Regions from separate parts of the Mus musculus genome. Here region 1 is linked to region 2. The links are chromatin contacts, called in public HiChIP or PLAC-seq maps. All regions are on one chromosome and are shown on one strand. Each heading gives the region's core, a stretch centred on a gene start, on an enhancer-like site or on the middle of the called end of the contact. The rest is flanking DNA. Distances are from core to core; before and after follow the strand shown. Region 1 holds the start of Mapk10 (mitogen-activated protein kinase 10). Region 2 overlaps Mapk10 (mitogen-activated protein kinase 10).

Evidence for each region. HiChIP or PLAC-seq counts read pairs in DNA pulled down with a chosen protein or histone mark.
Region 1: a contact with region 2 is called in an H3K4me3 HiChIP or PLAC-seq map of forebrain, with 2.7 times the contacts expected there. The contact joins the promoter of Mapk10 here to the enhancer-like site in region 2. A contact is called at or near these places in 1 of 39 promoter capture datasets (hippocampal neurons), 2 of 484 Hi-C or Micro-C datasets (cerebellar granule neurons and cortical neurons), 7 of 115 datasets of contacts at active chromatin or transcription factors (astrocytes, embryonic basal ganglia, embryonic forebrain and 4 more) and 1 of 9 other capture datasets (liver).

What each region holds. Positions count from the first base shown.
Region 1 is chr5:103,207,063-103,214,447 of GRCm38.p6, reverse strand. It overlaps Mapk10 (mitogen-activated protein kinase 10), which reads left to right and starts at 3,114. Exons shown (of 14, transcript NM_001081567.2): 1 at 3,114-3,558.
Region 2 is chr5:102,972,132-102,979,824 of GRCm38.p6, reverse strand. All of the region lies in intron 9 of Mapk10 (mitogen-activated protein kinase 10), which reads left to right. Among named protein-coding and RNA genes, the nearest start is that of Mapk10, 240 kb to the left of the region's middle. Within about 2 kb of position 2,529, at least 21 of the 459 cell types and tissues checked have an H3K27ac peak or open chromatin away from gene starts, as enhancers often do. A contact at or near this core is called in cortical neurons, embryonic basal ganglia and forebrain, where this site is marked.

The DNA.
Region 1 (7,385 bases), core at 1,865-4,364, 230 kb before region 2:
TTTTAAGGAGCTTGCGCCTTCTCAACTGAAAGAGCAAACCACATGGAAACCACAGTCATCCCATACATCATCTGCTCTTCCCTGCTTCTATTATATTTTCTATCATGCATTAATTTAGTGTATAAGAGGTCCTGAAACTTGTTTTGTTGGCTTGAAATATGACAGTATAGGAATATATTAAAATCAAGGATGTTGAATAAAGCTTTGGTTTATTCCAAAAAGAATGGAAGTTATCTATGTCTTATTTAAAAAAAAATCACTTGTATTTATTTCATACTGAAATTATAGGAAATTATTCCATGAGGTGAATAGAATAGACTCTAAATACTGTGTTAATAATGCAAACACCACTGACATATGCAAGTTGAGAATTAAAGATATAAACAATCTTACTCTTCTCCACATCAGGTCAGCATCCATCACTCTTGGACACTAATGCCATGAAGAGTGTTATCCAATACATGAAAATGGCTGGCTTTAACCTATTCATGGCTGTAATCATTTGTGAAATTCTGCTCCATGAATATACAATCATTTGCTTATCTGTTCTGTGGATACACTTTTAATTGCTTATAGCTTTTACTTATTGCAGATAAAGCTGGTATGACATCTATGCACATTTTGTGCGCATGCTTCTATTCCCTTGCATGAATGCCTAGAAATGGAATTGTTGGGTCACACTGTAGGTGTCTGTTTATCACGATGGAAATCTTCTGACCTGCTTCCCAAAGTAGCTTTATCACTTTCTATTCTCGCCAGCAAGGAAGAGAGCTCTGGTTTCTCATAGCTCCTCCAGTATGGGTGCTTTTGGTTGTAGCCATTTTTGTAGGCATGGAGTGGAATTTCTCTGTGGATTTAGTTAGCATTTTTTTCCTGATGACTAGTCATGTTGAGTGCCTTTTCATGTACATATGGACTATTGATAAGCCTTCCTTCAGGTGTCTGCTGAAATCCTCTTACTCATCAAACATCTTTGTTTGTTGTCATTGCCGGATTGTAAATGTTCATATAATCAGGAGTTTGTATACATCAAGTATATTTTTGCAGGGATGTCAATATTTTCTCTTAGTCTGCTTTCTCACGGATGACTGTGGGCAAGTAAAAGCTTTTGGCATTGATGAAGTATTTTTCTCTTTTTCTTTTTCTTTTCTTTTCTTTATTTCTTTTTTTTTTCCCTCAAAGTGAATGCATTTATTTGCCTTAAGAAATCTTACTCCAAGCTGGGCGTGGTGGCGCATGCCTTTAATCCCAGCGCTCGGGAGGCAGAGGCAGGCGGATTTCTGAGTTCGAGGCCAGCCTGGTCTACAAAGTGAGCTCCAGGACAGCCAGGACTATACAGAGAAACCTTGTCTCGAAAAACCAAAAAAAAAAAAAAAAAAAAAAAAAAAAAAAAAAATCTTACTCCAAAATCAGAATTTTGTTTTTCATTTAGAGGACAGACATTATTTTACAAGCTTTACAGATTTTTTTTTTAACTCTCATGTTGTGGCATATAACTTCTCTTGCTTTAGTATTTGTTCAGAGTGCAAGGTAAGAGCCGAAGTCCAGTGTTTCCTTGTCAATGTCATTATTGGGATTGACTTTGCCATGGAAACACATTGGGGATGCTGCATGGTGGCACAGGGCTGGCTTAGCATATGTAGGCCTTGACCTCTGGTTCCTAGCACAGAAAAGGTGGAGAGAGAGAAGCAGAGGAAAGGAAGGACATTTAGACCAATAATTTAGAAGCTGTCTACTGTGAAGTTGCTTGGCTGTTCATCCATAGTTTATACCAGGCAGTCATAATGTATAAGTAGACCCAAGTGGAGAGTAAAAATTAGCAGTCAGCTACTGGTTCTCATGGGACTTGAATTCAGAACACAGAAACAACCAACAACATGTTGGGAGTTGTAGAGCGAGAGCTCACACAACTTTTCCTTTCTGGGCTTTCTTCTCGGGTAAAACATCTCGGGGACTGAAAACTCGATGTGGTCCCTCAGGATCTCATGATGCATCGCAGGGTCCGCCATCTCTGCTGGCTTTACACCTGTTTAACCTTACTCATAACCCTACGGCAGAGGGACAGGGGCTCCTCGCTCAAGTCAGTGGGCCAGTTCCAGAGCACGGTGTGAAAACATGAATTTTAGCATCACTTTGGTTCAATAGATGGAAACCCATCTAAAAGATGTTTGAGAAAAACCAGCATTGAATCTAATTGTGTAGCTTGAAAAGTCCAAAGACTAGGATTACTTTCAAAATATGTATTGAAATGATGCTATATGTGAAATAAGGTGAAAATTGTTTTGGTAAACATTTTAATAGTGAAAGTACTCTAGGGATCATTCCATCTATATCTATATCATCCATATCTATATCATCTATATCTATACACACACACACACACACACACACATATATACATGATTTAAAATTTCATATAGCAAAGTCAGAAAATTTGCTTAAAAATTAGATATGTAGTAAATTCAATTTGTATTAGTTTCCCATGGAATTTTCTGAAACCAGAAAAAGAATACCACAGTACCCTTAATTTATTAACTCAAATTGTCAGTAGTTTCTTTCTACCTTAAACTGCACTATAAATACCGGTCTAGCCAGTTTGCTTTAGCGGATATTTATGCAGGGTTTGTACAAAAATAGGGAGACTAAGAAGAAATGGGGTTGGACAAATGACCTCTATGGTCCAGACGCAGGTCCAATCTTGCATCTCTTCTGAGGTTGAATTCATCTCTTGTTTGTTTTCACATTCAGAGAGATGGTACACCTCTGCCTTCCTTCGCTGTTTGTAAAAAGCTGAGGTAGTTGAAAATCCGGGGTGACTGGCTTCCCAATGGCTGTTTGATCTGCCCTTGGTGCTGTGCAGAGCTGGAGCAGCAGGGAGGATGCTCTTTGGCTTCGTGCAGAATTCCACCCCCCCTACCACCCCCACCACCCCCCCCCCCCCGCACGCTGAATTCGCATATTTTGGTTGCCAAGTTCCGAAGCCTGCTTCTCATTTTGCCAGAAAACGAGGTAGCTGTAGCCACAGATAGACTTTTTCCTTTTTCTCTTTCCTCCTCCTACCCCTCCCTAGACCTCTCTGGGCTTTGACGTCATGTGTGCTCCTTTCAGTTGCCATAGCAACCCCATTCCCCAAGCCCTCTGTCCGTCTCCTCTGGTAGGTTCCACAATGGTACAGGCAGCCTCCCGCTGCACAATGGTTTCCAGGCAGTGAGAGGGTGATTCAGCAAGCCGCTCTCTCTTCTCTTAAGCCTCCTCGTCGTCTCAGTTTATTTTTATGGGGGGTGGGTGGTGCTTCTTATATGCTTACCCTTTTTTTTTTCTATTTTCATTTTTACAAATTTCCTTTTTCCTCCTCACTCCTCAATTACTAGGGGCTTGAGTGAGCTAAAGATTGGGTCTTCTTGGAAATCACCTGTCTGTTATTATTTTTAAACAATCGCTACACCTCCAAAGACTCTGCTCCTTACTCCGGTTTGGAATGTGGCTAATGACTACCCAGTAGGGAGGATTTCTGGGGCAAACAGCCGGACCAGGATCCTAGTTCTCAGGCACGGAATGGTAGGTGGCTCCTTGCTCATTCTGGGTTCTAACCTGGTTTGGGAGGGTGGATGATATCTGTCATCGTTCCTGGTGGAATGGGAGAGAGCATGAGAAAGTAGGAAGTGATGGTGTTGGAGAGCCGGTTTAATCAAGTGTACTATCTGTGAGGCAGAAAACTGGTGTTTCTCTCTGGGCAAAGCATCTCTTCTCAGATGGAGGCTAAAATCTTTCTGTTTGGAGTGAAGAATTCTAGAAGGTGGGACAGACCATTATTGTTATGACTTGGCAGAGTAAGAGAAACACACACGAGGGGGGTAAGGGGGGAGAGGAAAGAGAGAGAAAGAGAGAGAGAGAGAGAGAGAGAGGAGAGAGAGAGAGAGAGAGAGGAGTCTGGATCTCACTTTAACTGAGAAATGCTATGGGTCTCATAAAACATTCAAAAATGTTATTAGTAAACATAAATGTTTATTTCCAGACCGGTTTAACTTTAAATATTCTAGAATACATTCTTGCAGTTTAGAGGTATTTACCAAAATATTAGAAACTATGTTCCTCTTGTAGAAAGACCCTGAGCTAAATTTGGGCTGCAGACAGGAACACAGGACAGGGAACAGACCAGGGAAAGGAGCAAACACCGGCGGCACCGCAGCCACCCAGGTGAAGGTCCCTTTAAGAAAGTGATCTCTCAGTCACAGCAGGCAGCATTTTTCTATGGCAAGGTTCCCAGGTATTCAGTGCTGAGATACTGTGTCCCCTAGAAATGTCAGAGCATTTTCAGAAAGAAAAAAAAAAGCTGTCATTGGAAAGGAGCTTGATGATACAGTTATCAGAATTTATGTGTTTGTGCTTCAGAGAATAAGAGTGCTTTATTTGAAAAACCTCCAAGTAAATCAGGTTATGGATATTTCAAGGAAAAAAATACATATCCTTTTCCTTCCGACATTTAAATAGAAGGACCTAGGTGCTGCTTTGACTCTCTTCTGCAGATAACTTTCAAGGGCATTGCAATTTGGCCACAGAAAGGAATGGCTTACCCCAGGGCACTAGGTTTTGAAGCAGCCACAAGGTTGTTTACATGCTCTGCGTTTGCTGCAGAGCGATGTGTCTGTGTGACGGAGATAACTTTCATGAACACAGGCTAAGTCATATGGGACAGGCCACAGCCGGGAGTGAAGGAAGGCTGCCGTTACCAGGCACCACTTTCTTTTGCCCAATTTCTGCCTCTTTCTAATGCTGCTTTTGCCAATCCTGGATGGGTTTGCAGGATGCTGGTCAATGCATTTAAAATGGTTGCGGTAATAGCCACTTCTCTCAGAGAGGCTTCAGTAGATGGCTGTCCTCAGTGAGCATGTCAGCACAGGAGCCATGCTCATGAATGGATTCAGGAGCCTCCAACTCCACTTTGGAATCATGGGGATATAGGGCTAGACAGTTTGATGTAGCAGTCCTGCTGCTTCTGCTGTGTGTTTCCTCTCTTTCGTTGGGGGGGGGGGTGTCTAGGTCTTACCCTTCAAATTGACACAAAGTACTAGAAAAGCAGATGAGAAAGGCGGTTGACCTTAAGCATGAGTTTCCAGCTTCCTTGTTGGCTTCTTCTTCCCTCCGGTCCTTCATAGCTTTCATTTTGGTCCTTCATAGCTTTCATTTTTCAGGGCAAGATTTTTGCAGTAGTAATGAAAAGAGGTTCCCAGTGACAGGGGAGCTGAGACACTACCTGGGGAGTGGCAGATTCAGCTGCCTCCAGCTTCCTGCTTGCTTTCCCCCAAAACAGCATCGGCTGGGGGAGGGGGATATGTTTGCATGCTGAAGGGGTGATTACAAACGGATCCCCCAGGGACCGAGTGTGCTCTCTCTGTCATTGTCTGGCGCATCTGCAGCTAGTACTACGGTTTCATAGTATGTGGTCAAGATGCTTCAAGGTTAAGAGGAACTGAGAGGTGACACGGATGCCATAGAAGTGTTATTTGAAATCTACAGCGAAACTCACTCGCTGCCAGTGTTGTGCTATAGGAATATCAGGAGCAAAGGAGATTTGCCTAAATGTAAGTGTTCAAAGGAATATACATATACTCAAAGTTATATTCTAGGCTCATGTAAACGAACCTGTCTCTTGGAATATAAGCTTAGCCACAAAGCCTTTCCATCCTGATGACAAGATAAAGACCCAGTGAGGTTTCCTTGTTTATTAAGCACGGGGTCAGGTGTGTTTTCTTCTTGCACCAGAGCTGACCTCAGGTGTTATTTGTAGCTAGAGGCTAGCTCTGGAGTGGTATGGCTGTGACTAAGCCAAGCAAGTCTTTGGTTGCTTGTCAGAAAAATGGGCTGCTGGCGAAGGCTGCCTTCAGTCTGTATGAGAAGCAAACGGATCCACACTGTAGAGGACTTCATCCCTGTACCCCTGCCCTGCTTCCTGTAAGGTTCCTTCCCAAGCTCTTGTTTGGCATGGTGGCAGTCTTTTATAGAGGGGTGCAGAAGTGTCCAGTAGCAACTAGAAAGGAGTGCAGTGCTCTCCTGGCTGCGGGCACGCAAAGGAGCTCCCTCCATACAGGCATCTGTGACTGCACCTTCTCCCCCGAGCTAGAGCTAGTGAGGAGGGGAGGGCTCCTGGGGAAAGCGGCCTACAGACTCCCGGGAGGGCAGCTGTATCATCAGTCAAGGCGAACAAAATCCATTTGTGTCTTCAGCATATTGAGATTATTTATTGCATTGCATAATCTTGTGTTGAGACCCGGTGCTGCCGGCTCGGGTAAGAGGGCTTGCTGCATATTGTTTGAGGAGAAGCTGTCATTTAGAAGGGAGCTTGTGTGTTAGTTACTCCTTACTGGCTTTCACACTGAAGTTCAAGTGTTTTGAGCAGACTGATCCTCCCAACCCCCGCAACACCCACAGTTTGAGTACATTTCAATCTCTCCAGCTAATTAGAGAAAGGAAAGTTAAAAATCTGTGTATTTTGAGGACCATTGTTTCCCTCATCTTTAACATAGAAAAACCTTTTTTTTTTCTTTTTCTTTTTTAATAGTGAATCTTGGTAAAATGAGTGGAAACAACATTGGGTAACAGTGAAAGATCTCTAAATCAAACTTATATGTATGCAAGCAGTTTCCAAACACACCTATTTTCAGCAATGAATTTTGTAGTCTAATTGACATTTTGGACCCACAACAAGCTACTTTGGCCTTTTTCACCATTGTCATCCCTGGTGCCTCCAAGATACAAAACCCATAGACTTCATAGAAGAGCGCTGGTGGGAATGGAAAGCCAAGCTTTGTACAGAAAGATAAATGATAGCGAGCTCTGGTGGAATTATTCCACTCACAACTGCTCACACACTCTGAGTGGTGTGCAGACTGAAGGTGCAGCCATGGCACAGGGCATCAGGCATGGTACAGGGCACCAGGCAAAGCACAGGGCACCAGGCATGGCATAGAGTAACAGGCATGGCACAGGGTACCAGGGATGGCACAGGGCACCAGCTATGGTACAGGGCACCAGCCATGGCACAGGGTACCAGGCATGGTACAGGGTACCAGGCAGAGCACAGGGCACCAGGCATGGTACAAGGTATCAGGCAGAGCACAGGGCACCAGCCATGGCACAGGGCACCAGGCATGGCACAGGGCACCAGGCATTGCTAAGCAGCCTGCACAGTAAGGGACAGGTTTCTACAAATTCCTCCCCTTACTCCTCCTCCCTCTTCCTCCCTAATTTCAGGATCAAGACAAAACATAAGCAACAGAGACTTAAAAGCTCTAAAAATTCATGTCAGTGGGTTTTCCTCATAGAAATAAAACCAAGTCCTGGTGTGTGGCTAGTGGCTGGCCTGGATGTACTAGATGCTTCCTAAG
Region 2 (7,693 bases), core at 1,280-3,779:
AACACTTGATATTGATTATTAATCCCACTCAAGTCCATGAAATTCACTCAGGACTCCATGCATATGACAATGTCTACAGGTTATGATGTCCAGACATCAGACTTGACACTCCTGCTGCATAGGAGGAGTTATAGGTAGTATAGGTAGTCAGAGGCTCCGGGAATGGAAAGGAAACCTTTAGGGAATTAAAAAAGGCTTTGGGTACAATCACTCCGAAAGATGCACCAGTGGCCAAACGGACCTTGCTCAAACTTGGTGTGCATCTTTCTGTCTTGTCATCTCTGTACAAAAGTTTTATGAACTTTTAAGACTATTTTGAGTGCTAACCAGGGGGATAAATGTGGTAGAGAAATGTTCATCTTTTACTTTGGAATATGTGGATATCTTACAAAAGTGTATACAGACACACACACACACACACACACACACAGAGAGAGAGAGAGAGAGAGAGAGAGAGAGAGAGAGAGCAAGCATACTAGGGATTCATACCAGTTGATAAATTAGTTATTGAACCAACAACTGTCTAGCGTCTGTTGAAGGAAATGCACCATAGGGAGGCCTGGTTCCCATTCTGACTGTTGATATTAGAGATGAGATTTATGTGAAGGTCTGTTAAAAAACACAATTTTTATTCTAAAAGATAAAACTTGTCAATTTTAGGAGACAGATGTCTCAGCATTACCTCCCACTCACATATTTTCAGATGTTTTTTTTGTGTGAGGCAACTGCGACATTGCTTAGAGACGGGGAGTGTCCCTGGAGGCACAGGTCCCTGGAGGCACAGGTCCCTGGAGGCATAGGTGCTTTGATATGGAGCATTGCACTTTAAGTGGCTTCAGCCGTGAAATGGGCTGCCCAATAGCTGGGCGGGTTCATTCATTTTAAAAAATAAACAAAAGCTATAAAAACTATTATGTATCTGAATATAAATTATGTAACTAGAAGCTGAAATTTTATGTACATACTTAGCTCCTTTATATAATACAACATATGTATTTGTTACATGATAATATAAAACTAGTTTATTGAAAACTTACTATCACCAGGCAACGTGGAAAGAACATCAGAAATACAATATTGAAATCTTTAAAATTCTACACAATAAGTGCTTTTTAGTACTAGCACTTTAAAGGATGAAAATAATGTTTAAAGAGGTGAAGATGGGTGAGGTGTCAGAGTAGTAAAGTGTTGGGCTCAGTTCTGAAGCATCAAGAAGGAACTCTGCCAGAGACACTGTAGTGACCACCCGACTTAGAAAAAAGAAACTCCCACTAAGTTCTAGATAGCTCCTTGGCAGAAAGCCCTTTCCAAACATTTGTAGATAAGCAGCAATCACACAGGGGCTTCTGCATTACTTATCTGCCTTTCTTTAACTCTTCTGTACCACACACACACTCACACACAAACACACAAACACACACACAGTACACACACACACACAGAGTATACACACACACAGTACACACACACAGTACACACAGAGAGAGAGAGAACATACACACAGTACACACACACACACACAGAGGCACACACATACATCATACATACACATAAAAGCACGTACACACTATGCAAACACACTGCACATAACATGACCTACTACAAACATATACTACACAGACACATTACATATATTCACACATGTACATACTACACATACACACTATATACACTGTACACAAAACATTTTCATACTATACATTCTATACACATTCACCCTTGCAGAATACAGATGTGCACACACACAAACCACATACACTACCCACAGAGTCATGCACTACACACACACGCACACCCCCCACACACTATATACACAGTGCACTTATAATACACATACTGCATACAAACACATTCCCACACAAAAAAGCCGATACACAAATATACTCAGGCACATACACAACTCAACACACATGCACGCACCTCACACAGTTGGGACACTGTGATAAGAATACCTGCAAGTTAAATATAAAACATCTTTCCATAACTCTTTTTGTGCTCTCTCTCTCTCTCTCTCTCTCTCTCTCTCTCCCCTCCCTCTCTCCCTCCCCTCCCCTTCCCCCTCTCTCCTCTCTCCTCTCTCTTCCCCTTTCTTTCTTTTACTCAAAGATTCTTATTACTGCCTCTTGGGAGGCAATGATTATCAGATGCTTTTAACACGCCTTGGCAGACACACAACCGTTTGTTCTCTTTCCCTGGTACTTTTGCATGGCACTTGCCTTCCTGAAATGGAAACAAACACATTGGCTCCCTGCGTGCAATCCTCTTCTTCGAAGTTCTAACCTTTTAGGGGCTAAGCAATGGACACCTTGGGTTTCACCCTGGTGAGATTTGGACAATGGAAAGAGCCTCCTGAGGAACTCTTTCAGGACACTGCCAAATTACTCCATGTAATTTGGAGCATGAGTGGAACAAAGCCACGCAGTGCTGTGACGCCCCGCCCCTTCCCCTTTGCTCCACGCCCCCACATCCTGTATTCTTGCTCAGCCTGCCTCTGACTTTGTGTAGGACCTAGCAGGTGCAGCCCCACAAGGGAGGGCGTGCCCCTTTCTTGCTCCTCCCTTCCCCAGCCTCCTTTCCCTGAGCCCAGGCTCTGCCTTCCTGATTTCAATTCTGGATGATAACTGGCAATAGCAGGGGAGACCAATGTAATTGACCCTCGCATTCCAGGTTTCCTTTGATTTTCAGTCCCCAAAGTGTTTGCTCTTTAATCTTGTTTATTTCATGTTGAACAGTCCTATTTGAATAGCCAGCACTTCTAGCATTACAAAGGCCCCATATTTATGGAACAGGAAAAAGACTTTCCAGCTCAGAACCCTGTTCCTTTCATAGGATTCAATGACGGAGCCCCGCATAGTCCAAAACATTCATTCTCCAACAGAAATGTCTGCTCCTGGAAATGTATTCATATTTATAAACAAGCATAAATGCCTTTTTCAAAAGAGAAATTTTCTTCTAGGGTGCTAGCTGCTAGCTTTTCTCCCTTTCCCTTTCCTTTTTTAGATATGGTACACAAAAGAATAAAAAGGAAAATGATTTACATGTCTCCCATATTAACAGAGCCTAGGATAATTTTCAATACAAATCACCCAGATTCCAGCAGATGAATGCAAATTAGATCTTTTAAATCAGAAGTGAGAGAAAGCACTGAATTATAATTGCAAAGCAATATAATCAGGCACCAGTAGCTTTCAGGTGGCTTTGTTGGTTCAGCTCTCCAGCAGGGAAGGGCTGGGTACTCTGAACCCCTGTTCCTATCTCCAAGCACCACTGGTCAGGGACAGGCCTCTCCTTCATCCAGAGAAGCCTAGTTGATAGCTCCACTGTGCAAAGTGGCCTTGAGGTTTTATTTATGTTTTGATCTATTTCGTGTTTATCTTCACTTCGTTTTCGTTTTTCAGTTGACCTGTGGTCAGTAGGGTGCATCATGGGAGAAATGGTAAAAGGCACAGTGCTGTTCCCTGGCACTGATCGTATCCTTCCCAGTGGCCCCTGCGCTCTGTGCGCCCTTGTCGATTTATTCCGTTTGTTAACAATGCAAGACGGCTGAAGATCTCCACTCATGGCCCCCGGAGAATTTCTGTGAGATCAAATGTCAAGTCTTTGTGAGCTTGCTTCCTGGTAGAATAACCTGGTGTCCCAGCAGGTCCTTCCGTGAACGGGACCGTAGGAGAACGGGACCTTGTATCACAGGCTCTGCCTTACTTCAGTCCTTCCAAGCCTAGAGACTCCTTTATCATCGTTTATAGAGATTTGAAAAACGAAGACATGTATGGAGCTAGATAATAAACGGCCAAGCCAGTGTTCACACTGATGCTTTATAGTTTCACATCCTAAGGAGTATTCATTTAGCACAGAGATCCTTAAAGGTTCACCCACATGTGATTTGCTTGATTTAACACAGGTCCACCCTTATCAACCTCCTTTCAAACACTGTGTCTTATTCACATCATGTATATAAAGAGACGTTCCTCCAAACATGCTCTTATGTTCTCCATACCATTAATAAGTAATATTCAAAACCTCATTGATTAGCAGTGATTAAATAGACGCACAGAGAAGGCATTCCAATCACTGAGAAGTGAAAGCAATCCTCTCTAAAGTAGCAGCTAACTGACAGGAGTCCCGAGGTCCCAGGGCAACCATGGCTACCAAGGAACTTTTAGATACCTACTCCTTGAAGTCAGTGAAATTACCACTGAATTTGATCATGTATAATAATCTTCTGTCTTTGGGGGGGGGGCAGTGAACTGAAATGCTCACTATTAAAAACCAGTTTTGACTCTATGATTTTAGGCTAATGTCTAATTAGGTAAGTCTGATGACTGTCGTAATACGATTATCCACTGGCTTTAAACTTCTAATTCCTCTTACAGATCTTTCCATCTCTATGATACTTCATACACATGCAAGGATAACACAATACATTCGAGCGTGTGTATTTCATATATAGTTACACATATGTATAGTATAACATTATAACTTCATACATATTTTCTGTAAGTCTAAAAAGAACAATGCAGAAAGTCACAAAGTGACCAGGGAAGGATAACCACGCCTACCTTTAGTTAGCGCTCACATGCTTGTGCATACAGAAGCACTCACACATGCACACATGTGTACACTCTCACACACACACTGATACTACAAGCACAGCACACAAATGAACCACAAACAAGTAGAAGGGCCAAACTGTTTACTTTTGCTAAAACGCTTTTCTTTAAACTTAAAATATGACACCCTGACTTTAAAAATCTTTCTCCCTGTATTTCTATTTTGTTTCTACTCTTACATTTTATTAAACGGTATGTATACATTTACATATTAGTGCTAATGCAAATTATGTTTTGAAGATACGTTGGGTTTGATCAAACAAAATTACTTCAGATTTCTTAAAAAAGAAAAAACAGGAAAGAAGAGAGAGAGAGAGAGAGAGAGAGAGAGAGAGGAAGGAAGGAAGGAAGGAAGGAAGGAAGGAAGGAAGGAAGGAAGGAAGGAAGAAAACCTCCAAACTAGGATTTCTTTCATTCCTCATGATTTAACTACCTTTTTAAATTAACATCTGGGAATACATTTAAATTAGTCTGTATGCTCTTTGCTCTTCCAGAAACTCATTAGAGTTGAATTACTGCAGATTAAATGAATGTTTGCCGCCTGAAGATTAAACAGACTGTTTCCTTTGCCTGTTACAGCAGCACATTGGACGATTCCCTGGCCACGCTACTGAGCACAGCTCTGCATTATTAAAATCCTTCCTTGAGAGAAGCTGCTCAGGATTACGGTCTCACCTGAATGTCAAAACCCCTTGTGAGCAGTTCTTAAGGCCACAGTAATGTCATGAGGTCACATCATGCAGACTTAGGTGGGCTTTGATATTGAGGATTCTTTCTGAGCATCCCAGAGACAAATTTGTAAATTTCTTGGGGGAATCAATTAACTGTGGTTCATTAATGATTTCAAGCACACGGATTTATTTTAAGTTAGTCTTTTAAATGCAAATTATAACCACTGTCTATCATAGAGTTACCCTCTTAAAGAGGACAATGTAACACTTACCTTAATAAGTATTTCTCATTATAAGTAACTTATTTGAGGAGAAAAAATGACATCGAAATATAGTAGTTCAGGAGAGACTTTAAAATGGAGCTGGAGACAAGGAATCTATACAATATATTCTGTTCGTGTTGCTTTAAAAGTCAACAACCACATTACTGAAAGCATTCTCAAAATAAATGATTTCTAAAAGGCTTTTCATACCAGCTGTGCACATCATTTGCATATAATTAACTAGCAAGCAGGATTGGAATAAGACTTCCATAGTCTTTATGTTACAAAAATACAACATATTGTTTTTAGAGAGAAATGTAAAACTTAGATGGTCATATAGTTCTTAAATTATAAATATTTCAAGAGTAGACTTTTAAAAGTATGTATTAAGTGAATCTTGTTCCATCATGATGGCTTTATCTCTGTTCAGATCAATGGAATTTAAGCTCAGAGGTAGGACAGATGCCTCAGAGGGTAACACCAGTCAGCGGCTGCTCTTGTAGGGGACCTGGGTTCGGTTCCCAGTACTCACATCTGTCCATAACTCCAGCTCTAGAGAAACCAGGGGGGAAGTTTTTCTTTTAGAATTATTAATTTTCTTTTTGAGGTTATAAAATAATTACATCATTTTTGCCTGTTCGTCTACACCCTTCAAACTTGCCCATGTACCCTCTTTGTTCATGGGCTTTTTCATTAATTGTTATAACATACATACTTACATACATACACACACACATCTAAACACACACACAGTCTACAGTTGTCTGTACAATGTTACTTATATGTATGTTTTCAAGGGCTGAACAATAGATAATTGATAACCCCTTGGTATTCTGGGCTTAGAGTCAGGGACGCTTTCCTCCTGAAGTTTACATAGAAAAAGCTTTGCCAGCAGTTCCTCTGGCAGGTACTTTATCACAGGGTCTCTTGTAGCCCAGGGCAGCCATGAACTCACTAGTCAAAAGTCCATATGAATGCTTGATCCTCCTGTTTGCACTTTCCAGGGCTCACATCACAGGCCTGGCATATATGGTGCTGGGCATTGAGCCCAGGGCCTGGACCTGCCAGGCAAGCATTCTACTGCTTGAGCTACTTAACCCAGTCCTGTTTTCCTGACCTCATAAAAAATTGATTGTCCCTCTTAACAATCCAGTGTATAGAGTTAATATCCAGAAATGAATGTGGCCTGCAGAGATGTGTCCCAGGTCGCAGCACAGTGTCCTATGGCTCATGTTCTATAGAGGCAGCTGTGGTCAGGGAAACGCTTCGCATTAGTGGTGCTTTTCACTAATGTGAAGGAGTCTTTAAGCATTGTCGTCTCTAAAATAGAGATGTCAAACCTTTGTTTTTAACTTTCACAATGCAGGTAAGACAGACCAGTGTTTGTGAAGCCAGAGCAGTGCACCTGGAGGGGGGGGGGGCGTTTACATCAGAGAACAAATTCTGTCATGGGAAGTTAAGAACTAGCCCCCCAAAAGCCTATGCAGACATAGGGTCCCAAGGTTGAGGGGTCCCCGAGGTTAGCCTTCAATAGCTTAAAAAAACAAAACAAAACATTGCTTCTGTAACATGTAATGAATACACTTTGGAAAACAAAATCCCTGTCAAGTTTTGATTTGTAAAGGTAGGTTACAATAATAATTAGGTTTACAAAAGAAACCAGTTATAGTGAAAATCGCAGGCATCCAACAGCAGGCTCTAGAGGTCCAGCTTGGCTGACTCACTGAGTCTGGCTTATCACACTTCCTCTGTGCTCACTCCTAAGGAACACTGCTAATGAATCGAATCCTAAACATTCCTTCATGCTTTATGGTACCAGAAACCGAGGGATATTTTTTGAAACAAAAGAACATTTGAAAATGGAAGCTAATACTACTAAGAACTTTGCTCTCCCCCCGTGGTAGGCAACTAGTACTGAGCTTTGCAACCACCAGGCAAATAATTTACCTCAGCTTCACACTAGAATGTTTCTAAATGAGTAAAACAACTCAAATAGCAACCAACGGCATCCAGAACTCTCCTAAGTATGTGTGCCTGATCTTACGGATGTCCTCAAAAGCCCTAAGAGTAAATTTTATTAGGGAGAGTCATAATTACTAAAATGAGCAGGAGACACTGCATAGTTTATGGGAGACGCTTCTGTGCTGTC